Regions from separate parts of the Zea mays genome. Here region 1 is linked to region 2. A link is a contact called in public Hi-C data. All regions are on one chromosome and are shown on one strand. The core of a region is the stretch at or near the end of the contact, and the rest is flanking DNA. Distances in the headings are between cores, read along the strand shown.

Region 1 (7,070 bases), core at 1,630-4,129, 220 kb before region 2:
TCTTCACCAAATGCAACAATACTATCCCGAAGTGTTTGTAACCCATTGTTTGATCCTTCGGCATGGTGAATTAATTCTTCAATCTTGCTTCTAATTTCAGATGCCAACTTTGCATTAGTTGTTTCTACAACATCCTTTGATACTTCTTTCAACATGTTTCCCTCTCCATCGAAGACATCATTCTTAGTCACTAGTTTAGTCCATCTCTTCAAATTAAACTGATCTGTAATATTTTTAAGTGATGGACATTGTAAAACACGAATTAGATGGCAACAAGGAATACCATACATCTCAAAGAACATACAAGTGCAGTGCCCATCGTTTGTTGTAATATTGACACGGAACTCTCTCATCTTTTTTCTTTCATCATTAACTGTTGATATTTTATAGTCTCCCTCGCTTACAATTGTCTCTATGACACAATTATCCCAAGCATTAATAATTTGTTTTTGTAGTTCAGAGAAAACATTGAAAGTGAACACCTCACTCCCATGCCTTTCTAATGCCCAACTAGTCTGCAACACAGGTGATGTATGCAGACTAGCATTATCATTTTCCAATTCTTGATGCCTCTGTTCATCCATTGCATTAACAAACCTGATCCAAAATTCGACCAATGTATTTTTGTAACCAATGAAACGGTTGAAAATGAGTTGGTACTTCCTGATCTTGAGGTTGTGTTAAGGATTCCAGCTAAAAAACACATGTCTAAAGAAAATTGGGACCCATGATGCACGGATTTCATAACGGGTTCTCAACCAATCATGACCTTGTAAACCAAATTCAGAAATAATAGAAGCCCATTGATGCTCAAATTCCTCTCGAGTTTCAGATGCCCATACACATAAGTTGATGTGTTGATAAAGTAACTTGTTTTCCCTCATTTGCGGCGGCAACTTTGCAGGAAGCTTTTGCAAAATATGTCACGTGCATAATCTATGTGTGCTGCTAGGAAACACTATAGATACTGCATTCCTCATGCTATTGGCTTCATCTGTTATGATGAGTCATGGTGCAGCCCCATTGCTCTCAAGAACGTACAAAACAACCATGTGTATGCCTCAGTTGTCTCGTTGCTTAACAATGCAGCACCAAACAAAACACATGACTTATGATGATTGATACCTGTGAATGGTGTGAATATCATGTTGTAGTGGTTGGTGTTGTATGTTCAATCAAATGAGAGAAGATCACCGAAATGTGAGAAATTCTTTCTGCATGTGGGATCTGCCCAAAAAACATGTGCAAGCCTTCCCTTTTCATCAACCACATAGTCATAATAAAATGTAGGATTTAATTCGTTTTTTGAGGCAAGGTTGTCAATGAACATTTGAGCATCTGATGATGTGATACAACTTCTCAACTTCTTATGATAGTTTTGCAAATCCCTCTTGTTGCACCCCACATTCTCAAATCCACCTTCGCTAATACGAAGATATCTGTATGCCCCACTTGTACCGATGCCTCCCTTGTGGCATGCCACTAGTGCACGCTTAGCCTTCTCATTAACTTCTCTGTTCGACCTAATCAAGTGGACCTTGTCTGGTGAAACAAGACTATGTGTATGTGATTCCACAAATATCTCCACCCGAAACTTATTATCTTCAATCAGCTTGACAGCTAGAACTGCTTCACAACCACACCTAGAAATCTTTTGAATACGTTTCGGTTTGCTGTCTACCTTTTTCTTAGACCTATATCCCTGTTTAGAACACAACCATCTTTGCCATCTTCTAACACCATTCAAATCTGTATGTGGACCAATACGAACTCCAAAACGAGCCTCTTTTGCATATCTTCTATAAAAATCCTCTGCATCTTGCAATCTTTCATAAATTTGTCCAACAAATGGCTTCATAGATTCATGTACTTCAGGAACATGAGTAGCATACTACAGCATTGCAAAGTTATTATCAATTAATTTCCACATAGAAAGTATCGAGATATGCCACAATTAAATTTGTAAAAAAAATTGCTCACCATCAAGGGGGACATGATTGTATTCTTTTCAGGTGTTCCAAAAGTTGAAATGAGATGTGTGGTTCCTGCGGATGGGATCCATGTGGTTGTGCTTGATGGGGTCAAGACGCATGGAGCTATGCTCGTTTGGGGCGGATCGACGTCAACCATGGCATCACATGTAGAAGATCGAGGTAGGTCGACGTCAACCATGGCATCACAGGTACAAGATCGAGGCGAGTTAGCGTCAACCATGGCATGCGGTGGAGAAGATTGGGGTCGTGCTATGTCGACCATGGTAGACGCGGTAGAAGATCGAGGTAGGCTGGCGTCGACCATGGCATGCGCCTGAGAAGATCGGGGCAGGCCGACGTCGACCATGGCAGACGCCTGAGAAGATGGGAGCGGGGCTGTGTCGACCGTAACAGGCGATGGAGAAGATCGAGGTAGGCCAGCGGTGACCAACGACAACACGTTCGATGGAGGCGGCATCAACGACGTTGTACGGGAGAGAAGGGCCGGCGGCTATAAAACTATTCGGTTTACACAAACAAAAGAGAAATGAGGGGCTCTTAAGAAAAAGAACAAGATTATGAGATGGGGTTAAGTGTATCCATTGATTTGGAATCTGGCGGATGTCAACATGTCTTAGCACGTTAGCACCGGAAATAGGGCCTGTTTGGTTTGGTGCCTAATTTGCCACACTTTGCCTAACTTTTTTGCCTAAGGTTAGTTCTTCAATTTGAACGACTAACCTTAGTCAAAGTGTGGCACATTTAGCCACCAACCAAACAGCCCTATAGTTTTACACAGTATACATGGCCATAATATAGGGACTAAATTACTCTATAGAAATCAAATAGCCCCTAACGTCAACGTCATATTTGGTGATTTGCAGCACTGATTACTGAACATGAGGCGTAGATCCACCACCCATCCCCTTGTCGCATCACCTTTTCTACTGCAGAGGGGCACAAAAGGTCCTCTAAACCCCACCAGCAGCTTCCCCTCCGATCTCACCCCACAGCCGCCGGCGAGATCTCCAGGATGCCGTTGGCCGGGCGGCGGGACGGCCCCCTAATGCTGCGAGGCGGCGGAGGTGGGAAACCCCTGTCACGCGGGTCCCGCATCGCGGTGGCCGTCGCTGTCGGCGTCGCACTCGGCTGCGTCTGCGCCTTCCTCTACCCCAACGGCCTCTTCTTCCGCCCGTCTGCCTCTGCCCTCCAATGGACGCACCAGGTATTGCTTTTCATGCTCCTTTTCTTGTTTCATACCTTAACTGAAGATTACTGGAAACAGAGATGATGGTGGTTACTGTGCTCGTCACTAATAGTGTTCTACCTTGGACCAACTAGGAATGAGGTTAATTAAGGAACTTAAAGGGCAAACTCTGAGAGCATGTGCATAGATCCATAAAAGTGCTAGCGTATGAAGCTAAGCTAGATTAACCTTGCAGCAAAAATAGTGTTTAGTCTACCTTACCTTTTTAAGACTGGTCGTCGTTGAGAGATTAAACGGGTACTATCTTATTGATGTATGTCAAACCTTGGTGCATGTAGTTCCAGAAAATTTGTGGCCTTGTGGACATGCTTCCATTGTCAACAAAATATTTTGTCTCTCGGTTACTCAGTAGTATCATTGGTAGGAGTATTGATAAACCTGAGCGTAGATCAATGATTCTCATAGCCACATTTGCATAGGTCTCACTGAAATTTGAGGTTCACAGGAACTGTGTGTATGGCTGACAATCTTATGTTTAGCTGCATGCGGACCACTTTACATCCCCATTCCTCATTGGCACGTTACCAAAGTTTTGTGCAGTGTCCTTCATTCAATCCTTGCTACCAGTCCATCCTCAAGTATCACATTAAGCATGCCTCTGCAAAATTAAGTCATCCCCAAGTATCACATTAAGTGAACATTTGATAAACCAGATGGATAAGAAGCAGCTCCAACACATGGAGGGATGCTAAATCTTCTGAACATTGGAGTAGCATGGATGTTAGAATAGGGAAAGTTGGCTATCTAGATGTCAAGAATGCATCAGCAAGCCACGGCAGGACATAGTGACAAAATGAGTCTTGCTCTCAGGTGTGCAAAGCTATCAATTTCCGTTGCGGCTTGTGTTTTTACCTTGGATGAGGAATAGTACTGCATGAAGGTCAGCCTAACATTCAAATTTTGTCCTGAGGTTCTTCAGTTACATTTGTTAATCCTGTTCATACTCATGCTGTGCTCATCAGGACTTAAGGTCAGCTTGAATGGCCTTAAAGAGCTGGTTCAGACTTCAGACTGGACCCAAGTTGACTTCAACTTAGATCAGAGTTTGAGCCAAGTCGGGGGTTATTTTTGTTTGCTAACTAGAAGTGTTGTAGAATATCGTTTTAAATTTAAGATTGTTGTTGCTCTGTTGATCTACAAGAGAACACTTAATTCACACAGGGCCATTTGAGCAACATCCTGTGCAGTTAACTGGGACTTGGCTGCATTCCACCTCCTATACTTATCCCCTGCATGAGCTGTGGGATGGTATTTTGATTAAGTGGCCACCTAATCGGCTTTTTAAATGGCTGGTTGTTTTCGATAGCTGTTGGGTAAAAACAATGTTTCCCTATACCTGCATTGTTGATTCCTATAGATAATAAATACTGGTGCTAGATAACTGATCTCGTTTTTTTTACCGAAGAAATGATATGAAGTTGTGTTTGTATGGTTAGGCATTAAATGATGTACGGGTAACTTATAAGTGGTTTCTTGTAGTCTGGATTTGCAATATTCTTGTCATTTTAGACAGTGCACTCAGTCTAAATATATTTCAAGTGAAGGTCAAAGTAGACTTTAGGAAGCTACTGAAATGAACCGAACAAATTCTTCCTGGACTTACATTTTCTCAATCACGACTTTACCTCAATTTTTCAATCTTGCTAAATTGATTTGCTTTCACTATGGTGTTACATTAGCAACATAGCTATACAACTAACTGTTGAGTATGATTATGCCATCAATCCATTTGTTTTTTTCTTTGTGCTTTGTTCGTTTATTTTTTGTTCTTATTCATTAGCATGTGCTATATCCTGAAACGTAGTTAAATTCTAATACTAATACAATGTCTATTTTGCACATTCATTAGGTTGATTCAACTGCTTGCGAATCATCAAGACGAGTTACCAACCTTAAGTCCCAGGTGTCATCATTGGAGAGAGAGAATGTTGAACTTAGGAGGCAGATTAATGAATTATCCATGAAGCTTCAAATCGCTGGACAAGGGAAAAATGAGACTTTGTACAAGCCTGGTCCTTTTGGAGCTGTCAAGGCTTTGAGAACAAATCCAACTGTAATCCCTGATAACTCTGTTAACCCCAGGTTGGCCAAGATATTGGAAGAGGTTGCTGTGAAAAAGGAACTCATTGTTGCGTTGGCAAACACCAATGTGAGGGAGATGCTTGAAGTTTGGTTTAGCAATATCAAACGAGTTGGTATTCCAAACTACCTGGTTGTGGCATTGGATGATAATATAGAAAGCTTATGCAAATCTAAAGGGGTGCCAGTCTACCGGCGTGATCCTGATGAAGGCATCGACAACATTGCAAAAACTGGTGGAAACCATGCCGTTTCTGGACTCAAGTTTCGTGTTTTAAGGGAGTTCTTGCAACTTGGGTATAGTATTCTCCTATCTGACATTGATATTATTTTCTTGAGGAATCCATTTGATCATCTTCATAGAGATTCTGATGTGGAGTCCATGAGTGATGGCCACAACAACATGACAGCGTATGGTTTCAACGACGTGTTCGACGAACCTTCTATGGGTTGGGCCAGATATGCTCACACGATGCGGATTTGGGTGTACAACTCTGGATTTTTCTATATAAGACCAACGGTTCCTTCTATTGAACTTCTTGATCGTGTGGCTGGCCGTCTTTCTCGTGAGCCAAAGTCATGGGACCAGGCAGTTTTCAACGAGGAGCTGTTCTTCCCGTCCCATCCTGGTTATGAAGGCCTCCATGCATCCAGGAGAACCATGGATTTTTATCTTTTCATGAACAGCAAAGTCCTCTTCAAGACAGTGAGGAAAGACGCCGGGCTCAAGAAGCTAAAGCCAGTGATTGTGCATTTGAACTACCACCCTAACAAACTAGAGCGAATGAAAGCGGTTATCGAGTTCTATGTCAACGGCAAACAAGATGCACTGGATCATTTCCCTGACGGGTCAGAATGAGGAAATTACAGATAGTTGCGGGTAAAGAAACCTATACCCTCTGTATCCTACTCATTTTGGGGTGTTCTGGCGTTTGGATCTACATGTCTCAGATGTGGGATCTCCACACGTGCGAGAATGTTTGGCGAGTGCAACATGGATGGATGCATTGGCTTTGAGGTATTTGGATATCTCCTTGGTCTCTAGTCCCTACTAACCTCAACCGTTCTGTAGCAAATTTGTACAAGCTTAGATAGATGGCTCATCACGTTTTTTCCCTTTTTCCGTACAATTTTTTGAGGTTCGAATTTTGGAAGTCGAGGCGGTTTGTTCTGGACTGGTGATACTTTTGATGCTGGTGTTTCTTGTGTGGTGGTTTATTGCTTGTGGTTTGAGAAGCTTTTACGGTTTCATTTTTTAATGAAACAATGTTGTGGGCAGGATTTGAGCACGTGGTCCTCCTGTGCCTGTCATGCGTTCTGGGTTTAGATTTAGAGGTAGCACAGCTAGCGATGTGGTCCTGTTTGTTTGTTTCTGCAGCGTCGCTTGAACAAAAGGCAACGTGGGGCCGGGACAAGCAGCGCAGTCATGTATAGATTCCCAGCATAGTGCCAGCATATGCTTGTTTGTCCGATGTCAACGTCGGCCAGGCGCCTGCTAGCGCCCTGCGCCCTACGTAGCGGGCCGTGCTATCAAATTGCCTAGGGCCCTGTTTTTTGTTTGTTTTTTTAACATACGACAAACTATGATAAAGTAGGCAGCAAATCAAACATGTCCTAATTATTCTTGAGTTCTGTTCTATTTTTTAAACATATGTAGTTCTAAAAACTCTGCTCTAGAAAAAAGAAAGATAAAGTTGAGAAAGCAGAGTTAGGGGAGCGGTACCAAACGAACTCTGAACACTACTCCGCTC
Region 2 (7,187 bases), core at 1,865-4,364:
CAAATCCGCAGCACACACGCACACAAGCCAAAACTTGAGCTCGAAACACAGCACAAAGAGTTCACGACTCAAACGAAGCTCAAATCACTAACACAACAGATCAAATGCGTGGAGGCAGAGTCTAGGAGTCTTAGGATGCTTAGTGAATGCTTGTTCTTCTGCTCCATGCGCCTAGGGGTCCCTTTTATAGCCCCAAGGCAGCTAGGACCGTTGGAGATCAACTTAGAAGGCAAATCTTGCCTTCTGTCGAGTGGTGCACCGGACAGTCCGGTGCACCAGCGGACAGGTCCTGTAGCAGTCCGGTGCTCGATCTCCTTCCTTAACTGGCGCATCCGACCATTGGGCCGGCAGTCTCGTTGGCGCACCGGACACTGTCCGGTGCACACCGGACAATCCGATGTGCCCACCCGACCGTTGGCGCGGGCCACGCGTCGCCCGCTGATTACGCTGGCGACCGTTGGCTCGGGCGGCTGTGACTCACCGGACAGTCCGGTGCACCACCGGACAGTCCGGTGATTTTGAGCCGCGGCGCTTTCTCCTTTTCCTGAGAGCGGTCAGTTCGTCGTTGGGCCAGCCTGGGGCACCAGATACTGTTCGGTGCACCATCGGACAGTCCGGTGCACCACAAACTGCGCTGGATTGGCTGACTTAGCCAACTCTTCTCCAACTCAAATCATTTCTTCTCGGCAAGGTTTCCTGGCACTTCGATGCATATGTTAGTACTCAAAAACAGTTTACTAAGGCCGGATACATACATTTTCTTCGATTTGCACTTCTCACTTATTTAGCACATAAGAACTAAACATAGTGTGTTGGGCATTTAATCACCAAAACAATTATAGAAATGTCACAAAGGCATATTTCCCTTTCAGTAGGACTGCTTCCAGAGGTCGAACTAACAGTCGCCAAGCTTTTTCTCGTCGTCAATGAGCGACGCCAACGCGAGGGCCTCCTGCTAGTGGTGTTTGTTCGGGGTTTCCAAGTTAGAAACATGGATTCATCCTTGGCGTTGGTTTATGAAAATGACTCACAAGTCAGATCCACGAAAAAATATTACGGAGAATAAATGCCACACAAGCAAAAAAAGAAATTTAAGTTGAAAACATTATTCAAACAAAAGAAATTGCATGCAAGACTCTTCTTTAAATACTACTCCCTCTATCCAAAAATATAATTCAATAATCTTGGTGGTACTTATCTACTACTACGTATTGTGCAAGGGTAGCATGCGGGCTTGGTGAGAGATATAGTAGATATTTTTCCTGTCATAGATGTAGACATAAACACACATGTGGTGTAGCAGTAGCTACTGCTCGCATTTGCTTTAGGGGTCGCGGGTTCAAATCCCCTCGGGGTCCATTTGTGTTTTTTTTATTTTAGTTAGACGTGTGCTTAACGGAAGAATGAGAATGATCTTTGCGGGGAGGGGAATGAGAAAGACATAACAAGGAATGAGAATGACAGGACAAGTTATGGTGGCGGAACATGGGAATGAGTTGTGCGGGGAGGAGAAAATGGGAAAGACAGAATAAGTAATGAGAATAACAGAATATGGAATGGTGACAGAACACGGAATGTCATACTATCCTTACAACCTTAATAAGTAGTAGAATAAAAATGGTTTATATATATACTCGAAGCGTGTAATACAATTGATAATAAAAAAGCACGACATACATGAAGCTTGTAACGACGTTATTGTGGTAGGACCTGTAATTAGGACTGGGCATTCGGTTCTTCGGTTCGGTTCGGTTCCTCGGTTCTTGTAGAAATTCGGTTCTTCAAAAACTAGAACCGAAATAGCAAGATAAAGAAACCAGAATCGACTAGTTCGGTTCTCGGTTCTTCGGTTCGGTTCCTCGGTTCTAACCAAACTGTAACATCCACTCTAAAATTCTGAATAACGACAACTTTTGTGAGAAATTTCAGCAACATCTCCCCACAAACAACGACAAGTGCACAATGACCATAATTTCATAGATAATACATGGATGATTAGAGGTTCAACATAAGTCGATAACACAACATCTGAAGTTACAAACACATGTAACAAATTGAATCTAATACTTTTGGGTTTTTCGGTTCTTTCGGTTCTTTGGAGCGCAGAACCGAAAATATCTCATTTATTTCGGTTCTCAAAAAACCAGAACCGAATTTCATAACGGTTCCTTCGGTTCGGTTAGTTCGGTTCCGGTTCTCGGTTATTTCGGTTCGGTTCCTCGGTTCCGGTTCTTTTTGCCCAGACCTACCTGTAATCATCTAAAGATACCATACCGACACCTGTTGCCAGCCAATGAGCGGATCTCTTCAAATGTGCCGAAGGAACCAAATCTGCACACCTCGTCCATCTCAAGGCAGCCAAGGTGACAAGGGGGAGGGGGCAGCAGTGTTTCATGAGCCATAGGACATTGGTGGATATAGATTTACCCTCATATCTATGTGGGTATGACTTACTTGTACCCATAAAATTAAATATCTATCAAAATATTATATTATTCAAATATCAAGTATATCTATCTAAATATCATTACAAAATTTCTAGCATCATTTAATCCAACACACCAAAGGTAATTGTATAATCTAGTAACACTAGATATTATCAAAATATTATATTATTCAAATGTCAAGTATATCTATCTAAATATCATTACAAAATTTCTAACATCATTTAATCATCCATTCAACACACCAAAGGTAATTGGATAAAGTAGTAACACTAGAATAGTACTAAATAGCACATTACATGTTCCATTACATATTCATTAAATTGTCGTTAAGCCTTCTATGACATTATGACCTAAAAGTTTGTTAAATAGCAAAAAAGATAGATGACTAAAGTTTAAATTCATGCTTGGGCTAAGTTTATATTGGGTATTTTATACCCACGGGTTAACAGGTATGAGTGAAGGCGGAACGTTATAATACCCGTTTACTTATTTGGTGAAGATTTTTGTCTAATAACAAATTCATGAGTACATTATTTAACCCACATATATACTCTAATGATGTAAATATAATTCGAATCACGGTTACCCATGACCATCTTTATCTTTACACATAAGTCACCAGTGCGGAATAAAACAACAACAGCGCCACATCGGAAGGAAGAGAGTATTACAAGACGGTGGAGAAAGTGAGAAACCAAACCAGACACTGCGGCGCGGCCGATAAGGCACCACGTCCACGTGCGTGGCCTGGCCCTTCCGCCCGTCACTCTCGTCCTCTCCCCTCTTGCTGTGTCGCCGCGCGTGGAAGACGTTATCGCCTTCGCCTTCCTCTTCCTTTCCCTCTCCCTGAATCCTGATTTCTATTCACCTTCTTCCCCTCCTCCGGGCGGAAGGCAAAGACCTACACGCCTATCCCTCTCCCTCCCGGGTCCCGGCTTCCCCTTCCCTGCTCCCCAGATCGATTCACCCAGCGGGAAAAGCGGCGCGCAGTGGGGTGCAGCAGGCGCAGCGGGCTCGGCGGGCGGCGAGCGGCTAGCGGCTAGCCGCGACGGGCGGCCAATCTACAGCGGAAGGCGGTGGGCGGCTACCGGTGGCACATCGACCTACGGAAAGTAGAAAGGTAATCCCTGGCCAGCCCAAGGAAGAGGACTATTTCTATGCTAACCCTCTGGAATTCTGGATTCTGAAATGCCGCACCAAGGGGTATAGATTAAGTGATTAACGTTGAATTACATATTGTCTAGTTCGAATTCTGATTTACAAAATTGTCTGTGTATTAGTTGGTTCATATACGTGAAGTTAGCAAAATTATTTCAAGGGCATGAAAACCTCATTTTACCAAAAACATGCTCATTCGTTGCCAGGTGGGGAGGACTGCCCTGTTCGCATTTGGAGCATCAAAACAGGCGAGCTAATCTTTGCACGGAGCATGGCAGTCTGGTGTTTGCTCATGAGCCGTTTATTAGTCTATACTCTACTACTATGATATGTGTAGGTGTGGTAATGGATCACGATTCATATGCTTCTTCACAATATATTTGGGCCCTTAATTAATTTTAGTTCAAAAATGAATAGGAATAGAGCCCGATCCTAATCCGATTCGGTCCTTAAATTTTATAGTGTAAAATCTAGAGCCCATTACCACCCCTAGACATGTGTGGAATGTATTACTCAGTATCCGACAAAAATATTCGCTACCGATGTTATCCGTGTCCGACTAGTTCCGTATTCGACACACATCTATCCGTATTTGCATCCGAGAATATTCGTATTTGTATTCGAATCCGAAGCTATATGTATTAGAATTCAAATCCGAAGAAAATACGAAAACAAATATGGTTTCAGCGATATCCGTCCGTATCCGATCTGATTACACCCATAATCCCTCTCCTGAATCTACCGATCCTCGGCCGCGTCGGGGCTCTAGGCGTCCTCGCTGTCACGTCCCCGCAGCGGCCGGTTACAGGACCACTCGCCGTCACCCTTCCTGATCCGCCGCTGCCGCCGCCGGTTTCTAGGTGAGGGGGTTCATCACACCTTTTGTTTTCTGCCGCCTCACGTACGTTTCAGCAGTTTTGGTGGCTAATCATCCGTGTAGATTTCACCTTGTGATTCATCCCGATATTGAACTTAGCGTGCGTAATCATAACCCAATCAGTTATGTATGATGCCTGGTTGTGGTTGTTTTCCCTCACCCTTGGGAACCTGCGTTTGTAGTTAGTTCCGTCGGAGAACGGTGGCTGGTCAAGTATTATCCAATTTCAACCAGTGATTTTCCCTATGTTATCTATGCTGGCTCATTAGATTTGGTTGTGGATCCATTCATATTTCTCTTCCTATTTGTGGCTCACTGGCTTTGATGCCTCCGGAGAAATTTAGAGAGAAGATCAACACTATAACATCTATCGGGAGGCAAGTTTGTTCACCAAACTAGCAGTTCTGGTATTTGAACACAGCTAAAATCATAAAGTGCTGATTGTGAGGACCAATATGGCTTCAGATCAAATCATAATAATGCATTGTCTAGGTAGCCAAAGTTTTTCTATTCAGCGCGTTGGTTAAATATTCTGCAAGGATCTGTAGGAAAGAGCTGAAGCAAACTAAACATCAGCTAAATAATTAGGACAGCGTTTACCTTTTTTTATAGGTTAAATGAGCTTCAAAGAAGGGAACATACACACATCACTTATTTATATTGCCCCAAACACTGCTATATTTTTAATTTTTTTCTTTGGAATTATCATACCTGATGAACTTAGGGTCTTATTTTCAAATGGCCAAGACTACCTATTGCCATTAAAATGGAACAATCATAGTGTCAGGGCCTAAGGAGGCCCACGGAGGGGCTGCGACAGCAGCAGCCATGGGCCCTCCAAGGGGGATTAGATAAGGATAGTTAGAGATAAGATTAGAAGATTAGTTGAGATTATTTAGGAGATTAGTTGAGATTATCTAGGAAGGTTATCAGTTAGTAGTTTGTTGAGAGTTTTTAGGAGAGTTTTAAGGAGATAAGGATCAGTAGCTAGATAGGGGCGGCCAATCGGCCTATTTATGTAATCAATGGATGAGAAATAAAGCAAGCAAGAATTAGAAGGGAGAAACCATCCTCTTGCTCGGCCGTGGGCAGAGGCCCCCGGCCGGCGTTCCTGCCCATCGATACCCCTCTCTAATCCCTCATCGATCTAGCGACCATAACATCTGGTATCGGCTAGCTTGGGTTTCGATCTGATCCAATGGCTTCTGCTGCCAATTTCGCAGCGTCATCCTGGCAACCGGCGTCCCCATCTCCATGGACCGCGCCACATGTCACCTTCGTCACATCGTCCTGGCAACCAACGTCCCCATCTCCATGGGCTGCGTCGTATGCCACCTTCGTCACGCCATCCTGGCAACCGGTGTCCCCATCTCCATGGGCAGCATCGCCTGCCAATTTTGTCACCACATCCTGGACGCCGGCGTGCCCATCTCCAGGGACAACGCCAAATTTCGTCACATCATCTTCATTGATGGCGTCTCCGTCCCCATGGGCGACGCCACCAGGGGCAGCCACGGCTCAGCAATCATCAGCTCCATCGATGGGAGATTTGTGGACCAACATAAAGGCTGATCTCGCAAAGATGCAAGCCACGCTCCAGAAGGTTGAGCAAGGGCTGCTACAAATCAAGGCAGCAGTGCAACATGAGCAGCACCAGCTGGCGTTGTCCGCACGGCTCCGGACGTCGGCGGCTGTGGGCATACAAGCTGCTGCTCGTGGCTTCCTTGCACGACGGAGAGTGCGGGAGATGCGCCGGCAGATGCTCGAGGCAGCCTTGGTGACGGTTGATCTCGGCACACGGGGGTGCGACCTTGCCCTGTCGGACGGCCATCAGCAGTGGCACCGGGCCGCTATCTCCAAGTGCGAGTATGGTACGTGTCCCGTGGGCGACGAACTTCAACTCTACGGCAGTGGCGGTAGGGAAATTACTCACCTCGTCATCAACAAGGGCGCACTATTTAGCGCCACCACACGAGGGCGCCTCCGGTGGTTATTGTTGCGACCTATTCCAGGTGTCTGTCCATGTGCTCCCCTTTCGTGCAGATGGCGTCCATGGGATCCAGGTGGCTGCACACGTGCAAGTCCAATGCGCGGAGGGTGTCCGCCTTATCTTATGGGGTAAAAAATTAGATTCAGAATAATAAGATAAGCCGAGATGTAAAAGGCTTGTCTTCTAGGTGTCTGGTTTTGGGTCAAGTAGACTCGGTCTTTGAGCACCCGTTATGTGGCAGCTCGAGGACGAGCTGCTTGTCCAGGAGGGGTGTAGTGTCAGGGCCTAAGGAGGCCCACGGAGGGGCTGCGACAGCAGCAGCTATGGGCCCTCCAAGGGGGATTAGATAAGGATAGTTAGAGATAAGATTAGAAGATTAGTTGAGATTATTTAGGAGATTAGTTGAGATTATCTAGGAAGGTTATCAGTTAGTAGTTTGTTGAGAGTTTTTAGGAGAGTTTTAAGGAGATAAGGATCAGTAGCTAGATAGGGGCGGCCGGCTGGCCTATTTATGTAATCAATTGATGAGAAATAAAGTAGGCAAGAATTAGAAGGGAGAAACCCTCATCTTGCTCGGCCGTGGGCCTCTCGGCCGACGTTCCTGCCCATCGATACCCCTCTCCAATCCCTCACCGATCTAGCGACCATAACACATAGCCATATGGAAAGTTGGAAACTCCAGCTTCTATCTTTGCTCAATGATTGAAGTTTAGTG

Evidence for each region. A called contact is a pair of places that touch in the nucleus more often than the background predicts.
Region 1: a contact with region 2 is called in a Hi-C map of leaf, with 5 times the contacts expected there. The contact joins the promoter of LOC100276419 here to the promoter of LOC103636860 in region 2. A contact is called at or near these places in 12 of 25 Hi-C or Micro-C datasets (bundle sheath, ear, endosperm and 4 more).

What each region holds. Positions count from the first base shown.
Region 1 is chr1:78,545,275-78,552,344 of Zm-B73-REFERENCE-NAM-5.0, reverse strand. LOC100276419 reads left to right here and starts at 2,879. Exons shown (of 2, transcript NM_001374056.1): 1 at 2,879-3,198; 2 at 5,090-6,603. The coding sequence starts at 3,007. The coding sequence ends at 6,178.
Region 2 is chr1:78,326,693-78,333,879 of Zm-B73-REFERENCE-NAM-5.0, reverse strand. It overlaps LOC103636860 (mechanosensitive ion channel protein 2, chloroplastic), which reads left to right and starts at 3,114. Exons shown (of 15, transcript XM_008659179.3): 1 at 3,114-3,567; 2 at 3,812-3,853.